2 separate regions of the Sus scrofa genome follow, and region 2 is linked to region 1. A link is a contact called in public promoter capture Hi-C data. All regions are on one chromosome and are shown on one strand. The core of a region is the stretch at or near the end of the contact, and the rest is flanking DNA. Distances in the headings are between cores, read along the strand shown. Region 1 holds the start of MRPS28 (mitochondrial ribosomal protein S28). Region 2 holds the start of HEY1 (hairy/enhancer-of-split related with YRPW motif protein 1).

Region 1 (4,022 bases), core at 641-3,140:
GCTACAGCTTGGATTCGACCTCTGGTTTGGGAACTTCAATATGCCATGGGTGTGGCCCTAAAAAGACAAAACAAACAAAGAGTACCAATAACTTGTATGATTTTAAGTACATATATATATATATAGTTAGCTTATATTCATATATACATATATAAAATCTCCAGCAGTAGGCATTTTAAAAAAAATACACCTTCCAGGTTTGAGAAAGTGAAAAAGGTCTTTCATATTTCACATAATAACCTTCAATGATATTTAAATTCTCTTTTTAAAATAAGGAAATACTACTTTCATACTTTGCATCAGTTTTTTTTCAAAAGTCCTGATCACACAATAAAGACGAACTTTATTCATCTTGTATTATCAGGATACTCTTCAATTAAATAGATCAAGAAACTTCAAAAGATTTTTCACAAAGGTGAATTTTTATTCAGTGCCTAACAACTGCTCACATTTCTTACCATAAATATAATAGGAAAGCACTGAAAACTTCCAATAAACACTAAAATAAAACTTTCAGTTCTATTATTACGCTTAACAATTGTCTTTGCTCAGTTACCATTCTGGACTAGCGCATTTAACTTACATGCTCAAGCCTGTACTACCCTCACTTGTACAACTGTTTGTAAGCAGTCGCACAAAGACAGCAATTCAAAGACAGCCCAGGCACAACATAAGTTCACATGTACACTATGTGTACTATTCATTCATTCACCCACTTGGCAAACACGTATGCAGTGCCCACTAAAAGTCAAGCACTGTGCTAGATGCCAGGAAGTTTTCTATAATTCAGGACACTATCCAACTGTGAACTGTTTGGTACTGGTTCCCAAGGAGATAAGCACAGAAACTGAGTTTATTTTTATATTAAATTATATAAATATTAAATTATAATGCCAGACATCCAATTCCATGTCTGCTGACTCAAAAAATCTGAATAGTATTTATGTGTACTTCTTCCCTTTCATTTATCTAGTAACTCTATCGTATTTTACAAAATTATTGCCCAACAGATGGATTTTTTAAGATCATTTACAGAAAAAGAAACTGAAGCGCTGACAAGTTAAATTACTTGCGCAAGTTCGGAGCGGTAATTTTCCCATTCGCCTATCCACTGAATTAAGAAATATAAATGAAGATCCTGGCACGCCAGACACTAGCTCCATGCTGTAGCTACTGTGTAGAACACCACCACCTGCAGAGAGCCCTGCCTCTACCGGTGAGAGTCCAACTCTACTCCAGGTCCCCAGAGTCGCCCTAGACGCCGCTTTGGCAGCGCTCGCTGCTGATTTCTTTCCAGCACTCGGCTCAGGAGGACAAGTGCAAAGGAGTGTGAACAGCGGAGGCCTAGCATACAGATACCGTACAAAAGTACTACAAACGGAGGAGAATCACCACGCGCTCTGTTCCAACCACACTGCGGCTAAAACAAGTAGAACACACCGCCACCCCTTGCTCCACTCCCCACGCTGGACCTGCCCCAGCCTCTCAATCCCACCCACTTACGTCGTGCTCCGCCCTGACCCCAGCGCCACACCCCCTACGCCGAGCTCGGTCCTGGCTCCCGGAGGGACCCAAACGGCGGGCTACGCCTCCATCCCAGATGCCGGGCTCCGCCCTACCCTCCGGCCCCGCCCGCCGCCGCGTCTCTAGCGTAACTCCCGCGACTCACTCTCATCCGCCCGAACTCCGCCTTCTGCTGCAACTCGGAGTGCCGCTCCAAAGCGCTCGCGAAGCCGCCTGGGCGCTGTTTAGGCTCCGTGGACTCAGAACTTTCGCTTCCGGAGCCACTTTCAGTGCCTGTGCCTCTACAGGGCCGAGAGAAGAAAAACACTCGCAGAAAATGACTCTTTGCGGTCACAGCACGGGTCCTACACAGCGCCGCCATGACGGCTCTACAACCCCTGACCTTTGGCTTCTCCGCAGGCGCGCAGGTCACGGGGCGGAGCAACAAGAGGTCCACCTACTTGCAGAGGACTCTGGGCTTGTGGGCGTAGCCTAGTCTGTGCACCGGGGTGGTGTGATATGAGAGGCTCTTAAACCAAGTCTGGTAGTTAGAGGTTCCTTACCGGCAGCGACCCGCTAAATTTTGCATGAGAAGCTTTTTGGCTCGCAGTAATTTCGCCTTCCTATAGGTTCCTTTTACAATACTGCTGTAAATTCTGGTCATGTGACACCAGCTGGCCCCGCCGCCTGCGCCTATGCCCAGGTGGCCCCAAGGCTTGTTTCCCCACCGCTCTCCTGGTCTTTGCTTAAATGCGCCATTCTCCTTGGTTATCTTATTTCAAATTGGAACTCCAGACAGTATTGGGCTCCTGCGATTTTCTCTATACCATTTAGCGCTTCTTAATATGCCATGTCATTTACTTATAGTGATTTTGTTTAGAGTCTGCCTTCTCAATTTGTAAATCACGAGGGCAAGTATTTTGCTGCTGGATCCCCTATCGCGGGTACATAGTAGGGCTCAACCATTTGTGAAAGCCTGGATCCAAGATTGTCTTTCGTGGCCTACTCTGCAGTCAGTCCACCAACGTCACAAAAATACTAGATGTTTTTGGTTTAGCTATAATCCCTTCTAGGGAATTGAGTTTCGTAATGCCTAAATATGTACCACTAGGGGCCCCACCCTCACATGATTTTCTCCCTTTTTCTCTCACAACGTTGATTGCCAGAATTTGCCCACCCTCTTCCAAACCGAGCCTAACGCCATACTTGAAATGTTTATGAATTAAGCTGTCCATCCATCTTCTACCCAGCAGTTATCTATTAACGAGCATTTATTTATTTGGGGGTAGGCAGCAGGCACTTTTCCAGCTCATTTGCAAATCCTTTGATGGAAGGCGTTTTTATGTGTGGCCATAGTCTTTATTTTTAAATGCCTTTGACTATGGATTTTAAACCTATTTGATGTTTTCATCAACTGCATAGACAGTAGAGACAACACTGGAAGTGCATTAACCTTGAAATGGCGCTTAAGTGTATGAATGACATGTGACTTCTTACTAGCCACAGGTAGGGTAATTCTCAAATTCCGTAGGGGACTTAAATTCTACTCCAGGTGAGTTCTCCCTTTTGGTACATAAACCATTTATTGCCCCTGACCATTAATGACGTCTTGTCTGAGATATTTTTGCATTATTTTCTATGGCTGCTGCTACTCTATTTCCCTTCAGGAAAAAGTGTGGTCCAAGTTCCTATTGTGGCTCAGCGGTGAAAAACCCGACTAGCATCCATGAAGACTTGGCTTCAGTCCCTGGCCTCGCTCAGTGGGTTAAGGATCCAGCATTGTCGTGAGCTGTGGTGTAGGTCACAGACACAGCTCAGATTCTGTGTTGGTGGGCAGCTACAGCTCTGCTTTGACCCCTAGCCAAGGAACTTCCATGTGCCATGAGTGTGGCCCTAAAAAGACAGACACACACACACACACACACACACACACACACACACACACACACACGTCAGTTGTAAAGAGCATTGGCCAACTAAGAATGCATAGTTCTAGTCCTAACTCCAATACTGATGATAAGCAAGCCAATTTAATGTTGCTGGTTTCCTCACATAAAACAAAGCTATTAAACCCTATCTGAAGTTATAAAGAAGTGCTTTGCACACTTAACTAAATCAGCACCTACAGAACAAACAAGATTACTAATACCCCAGCTCTGAAATTCAACAGATGTGTTATACTCATGTCCTACTCATGTCAGCCAGATCATAAATTCCTTGAGGAATGTGACAACAGGCAATTTGGGATAAATCCTATAATTCTTAAGGTGTAAGTTTTACAATAATGTTCTACTGTATACCACAGGGAATATATATTCAATATTCTGTAATAAACCATAATGGGAAAGAATATGAAAAAGGATATATATGTATAACTGAATCACTTTGCTGTACACCAGGAACTAACAACACTGTAAATAAACTACAATAAATTTAAAAAAAAAATCTGTTTATACTGACTCTAAAAAATGTTTGTATCGACTGACTTCAGGTTATGCCTAGTAGAGCATCAAAGGCAT
Region 2 (4,022 bases), core at 704-3,203, 250 kb before region 1:
GGGTTTTCTTTACTTAACCACAACAGGTTTCTTTCCTCAAGAGTCGCGTGGCAGCTCATTTTTTAAAAATCTTGGATATTAAATTAAGACCATACACTTTAAAAAAAAAAAAAAAGCTTGTTCTCAAAATGACAATACACAAATGTGGCGAAAGCTACTTTATTTGAATCAGAGCTGTCACAACTTTTGGGCATCTCACACGTAGTAAGTATTTTCCAAAAGAAGGTGCATAAGTTTAATTTGTAGAGGGCTGGGGTGACGCACTCCCTGGAAAAACCTATGTGCATATAAAAAGGCACTGGCAGGCAACCCCACACACCACGCACTGTTCTCTCCCCGCCCCCAAAGCACACAGTAAAAAGAAGGCAGCGACTGCACCAATCCTAGCCATCAGCAGCTGTTCACTCTACCCGCAAACACTCAGGACTCCCCTCCCCCACCCCAGACTAGAGATGTACCTTTCCCGCCTGCGGTGTGCAGCATTTTCAGGTGATCCACCGTCATCTGCAGGATCTCGGCTTTTTCTAGCTTGGCAGATCCCTAGAGAAGAGGACAGCAAAAACTGATCTGGCACCAAGTGCTTTTGGGGAACAACTTAAATATATAGGCATGCTTTTGCTTTGTAAATCATAAAAGTGCAAACGACCACAAAATTAATTGTCTTCGCAAGATATGTTGGAATCTGGATGAATTCATCTCCTCCGCACAAACAACGCGATTATGTTCCAAGATACTGGTGAGGTTCAGATTAATGAGGGAAAGATTCTGAAGGCGTGGATAGCTACACTAAGAGCTCTACCTACTTTCTCCATTACCTGCTTCTCAAAAGCACTGGGTACCAGCCTCCTCAGCTCAGACAAACTGTTATTGATCCGGTCTCGACGGCGCTTCTCAATGATCTGAAGAAAGCAGGCAAAACAAATGGGGGCATTTCCATTACAACTGTAAATGCCAAAGTGACGGAAGGTGGTTCTTTCCGTTAATTATTAAAACAAAACAACCCCCCGCCCAAAAAAAGCACTAAGATACTCACGCCTCTCCGTCTTTTTCTGGCCAAGATCTGTGAAGATGTAGTTGGGGACATGGAACCTAAAGCCGAACTCAAGTTCCTAAATGGGGTCGGGAGGAGAAACAGGAATCACCGTTAAGCCAGAGGAGGTGATCTGAAAGGTCGCCTCTACGCCCTCCCGGTACTCTGGTTGTTTTGGCAACTTGGGCGTGAAAGCGCCTTGAGGGTCCCTCACCGGGGGACGGAGGCCTGCCAAAGATGCGCAGAGGTCAGCGCTGGGCGCCGAGAAGCCCCGGGCCCTCGTGCGCTGTCACCGCAGCCAGCCAGCGCTGGCCTCGCGTTCAGGCTCCGCTCGGCCGCCTCCAACTCACCCATTCTCATCCGCACTCTCCTTTTCCACCTCGATGGTCTCGTCCAGTTCGCTATCGGAGGAGCTGTACTCGGGGTGGGCTCGCTTCATGCTGGCTGCGTGGGTACTCCGGGGGAGGGTCGGCGCGGCGGGCAAGAAGGAGTTAACAGCACGGCGCCTCTCCGCGCTCGGCTGCTCGCGTTCCGCACACACTGGTCCAGCTCACGCTCTGCCTCCGGTTAAAACTCAACCATCCCTTTCCCACGCTGCGCCCCTTCCCAAGACCCTGGGGAGGGCGGGGGAGTGAAGGGGGCGGGTAAAGAGGGCGGAGGGGCGGGGCCGCGCCCCCTCCCCCGCGCAATAGCCTTCCGTCGACCAATCCGGGTTCTCGCTCTGCTGATTGGCAGCCTCTCAGGGGAGGGGGCAGGGGCGAGGCCGAGGGCTAGGGCGAACCCCGCCCCCGCCCTCCGCGCCCGCCCCTGGCCGGCGGCGGTGCGTCGGCTCCGCAGGGGCTCCGCCGGGTCTCAGCTGGGGGGAAGGAGGAGGCGCGGGCGGCTGTGGGCCCGCGGCGGGCAGGCGGGGGAGGCCGGGCCGGGGCATAAGCCCGCCGGCGGCTGCGGCACCTCCCCTCCCCGCGCGCCTGGATTGGTCTGGCCGCCCGCCAGGGCCGCGCCTGCAGCGCCGCCGGTGAGCCGCACGCGCCGCGGGCCGTGGGAAACTGCCGGCGCCGCGGCCACCAGCCAATCCGGGCGGCCGGCGGCGGCGACGGCGGCCGCGCTGGCGGCGGCGGCGGCGGCGGCGCTGGGCGTCCGCATGAATGGAGAAGAATGGGCAGGCGGGGGAGCGAGGGCGCGCCAGCGGGGGCTGGGCAGCCTTGGGCCGGGCCCCCCGTGTGAACCTGTAATTGGAGCCTGGGCGCCGGGCGGCCCCGGAAGCCGCCGCCCTGCGCCGTGGTAAATCTCGGCTGCTGGGCCGCCCGTGTCCGGCGGCGGGAGGCGCGCGCTGCCGGCAGAGCGGGGCTCGATGCACCTGGCCGGGCGGCGAGCCGAGCGCTCTGCGAAGGGTGCAGGACGCCAGGCGAACGGCCGCCGGGGCGCCATCCACAGTGGCCGCCAGCCCAGGGCCCGGGCTCATGTAGAGGAAGATGTGGTTTCAGGGAATGTTCTTTTTCGGTTTCTGGGAGCAGTCGGTCTCGCTTCCGCAGGGGCTTCCCAGCCTCCAGGATAAAATGAATTCCCCTGTGCATCTAATTTCCGGGGCAATGTAGTGCTTGTTTTCTCGAAGACTGGAGAAGGGGGAAAGGCCCCTGGAGATATTCGTCACATTTTTTTATTTTGGGTTTTTATTTTTGTTTTTCCAGGCGTTGGCGGCCAGATCTCAGCGGGCGACAGGGTGGCGGGGCTGCGCATTTGCTCCAGAGGCTGCCCTTGCTGTTGGAACGCGTGCACACACACGCACAACCTGCACACCTCCCGCCTCGGAGGTGGCGTGGCAGGTACTGGATGCCGCTTGAAATCCCAAGTCCTCAAGAAGATAGATGTTTTAAATATATATATTGTATTATATCTCGGGCTAATTCCTCATTCGTGGAAACAGCCAAACAGTTGTTTTGAATTTGGAAATCTGGGCTCCTCAATCGGTCCACAAAGGAGTAGGGCAATTCGATTCCTCCCAAGTCCACTCCTGTGACCCCTGATCCTGCAGTCCCTAGTGGGGGAATGCTTGATAAATACTGTTCAGCATAACCAAAATATTCTCACTTTTGCAGAGTGCTTGTCTGTTTCTAGCCCGTCATTAATTATTGATCTCAGTGCTGTCATAACGCATTTTGGATGCCATACATTATGAGTGGCCTGAGCCTGCTTCGTGTACATTCTCACCCCCCCCCACACACACACACACACACAGTCATACCACTTCCTGACCCTTACTGCACTTCACTTTCACCTCCAGCCCCTCAGTCAGTCCTTCCTAATGGCCTCCTCTGTCCAGGCTGGGTTCCTCCATCAGCCAACTGGATTTGTTGTTCCTGGCACACCAAGCACCCTGGATCCCTGGTATGCCACCAGAGACTTCTTGTCAGTTGCCCCCACTATCCAGCGTCTCCTCTGTTGGCACAGGTAACAGCAGAGCTCTCTGAGGTTAACCAGAGAAATTCTACCTGGCAGGTCCGTTCCAGCCTCATAGTTTTCCGTCAAGCACATCATTGCCACCTGCCTCTTCCCTTCCAGAACCTTGTGGTCCAGGCATAGGAAACCATCCACCCACTCCTCTTGGCCTCCCAGAATTTTCTCTGACGTTCAGTTTCTTACCCCAAAGTGACAGGCCGGCCTGCCCCCAGAAGTCAGCGTGTCCATTAACCCCCCTGTGGTTCTGGAAATTTCCCTACGCTGAGTCAGTCTTTCCTGCCTTAGCCCTTTTTCTGCTGCTTTGTTGAGGCCCGGGCAAGCTGCAGTTAGGTGGGGGAGAGGAAAAGACAAAGTGGGGTTAAGGATTCCACACCCACATAGTTTCCTAAACCAAATATTTCTCCCACCCTTGGTAATACTTTTCGGTCAGAAATGAGGTCTACCTTGAAACTATACATTTCCAGAGTTCCCATCATGGCTCAGTGGTTAACAAACCCAACTAGTATCCATGAGGATGCAGGTTAGATCCCTGGCC

Evidence for each region. Promoter capture Hi-C pulls out the DNA fragments that hold promoters and counts their contacts.
Region 2: a promoter capture Hi-C map of fetal skeletal muscle shows a contact between it and region 1, with 9 times the contacts expected there. The contact joins the promoter of HEY1 here to the promoter of MRPS28 in region 1. A contact is called at or near these places in 5 of 5 promoter capture datasets (fetal liver, fetal skeletal muscle, liver and 1 more), 27 of 47 Hi-C or Micro-C datasets (adipocytes, alveolar macrophages, brain and 15 more) and 2 of 2 datasets of contacts at active chromatin or transcription factors (alveolar macrophages and skeletal muscle).

Annotation. Positions count from the first base shown.
Region 1 is chr4:56,605,610-56,609,631 of Sscrofa11.1, reverse strand. It overlaps MRPS28 (mitochondrial ribosomal protein S28), which reads right to left and starts at 1,890. Exons shown (of 3, transcript NM_001185168.1): 1 at 1,670-1,890. The coding sequence starts at 1,885.
Region 2 is chr4:56,857,571-56,861,592 of Sscrofa11.1, reverse strand. HEY1 (hairy/enhancer-of-split related with YRPW motif protein 1) reads right to left here and starts at 1,953. Exons shown (of 5, transcript XM_005663011.3): 1 at 1,381-1,953; 2 at 1,034-1,109; 3 at 804-899; 4 at 459-540. The coding sequence starts at 1,469.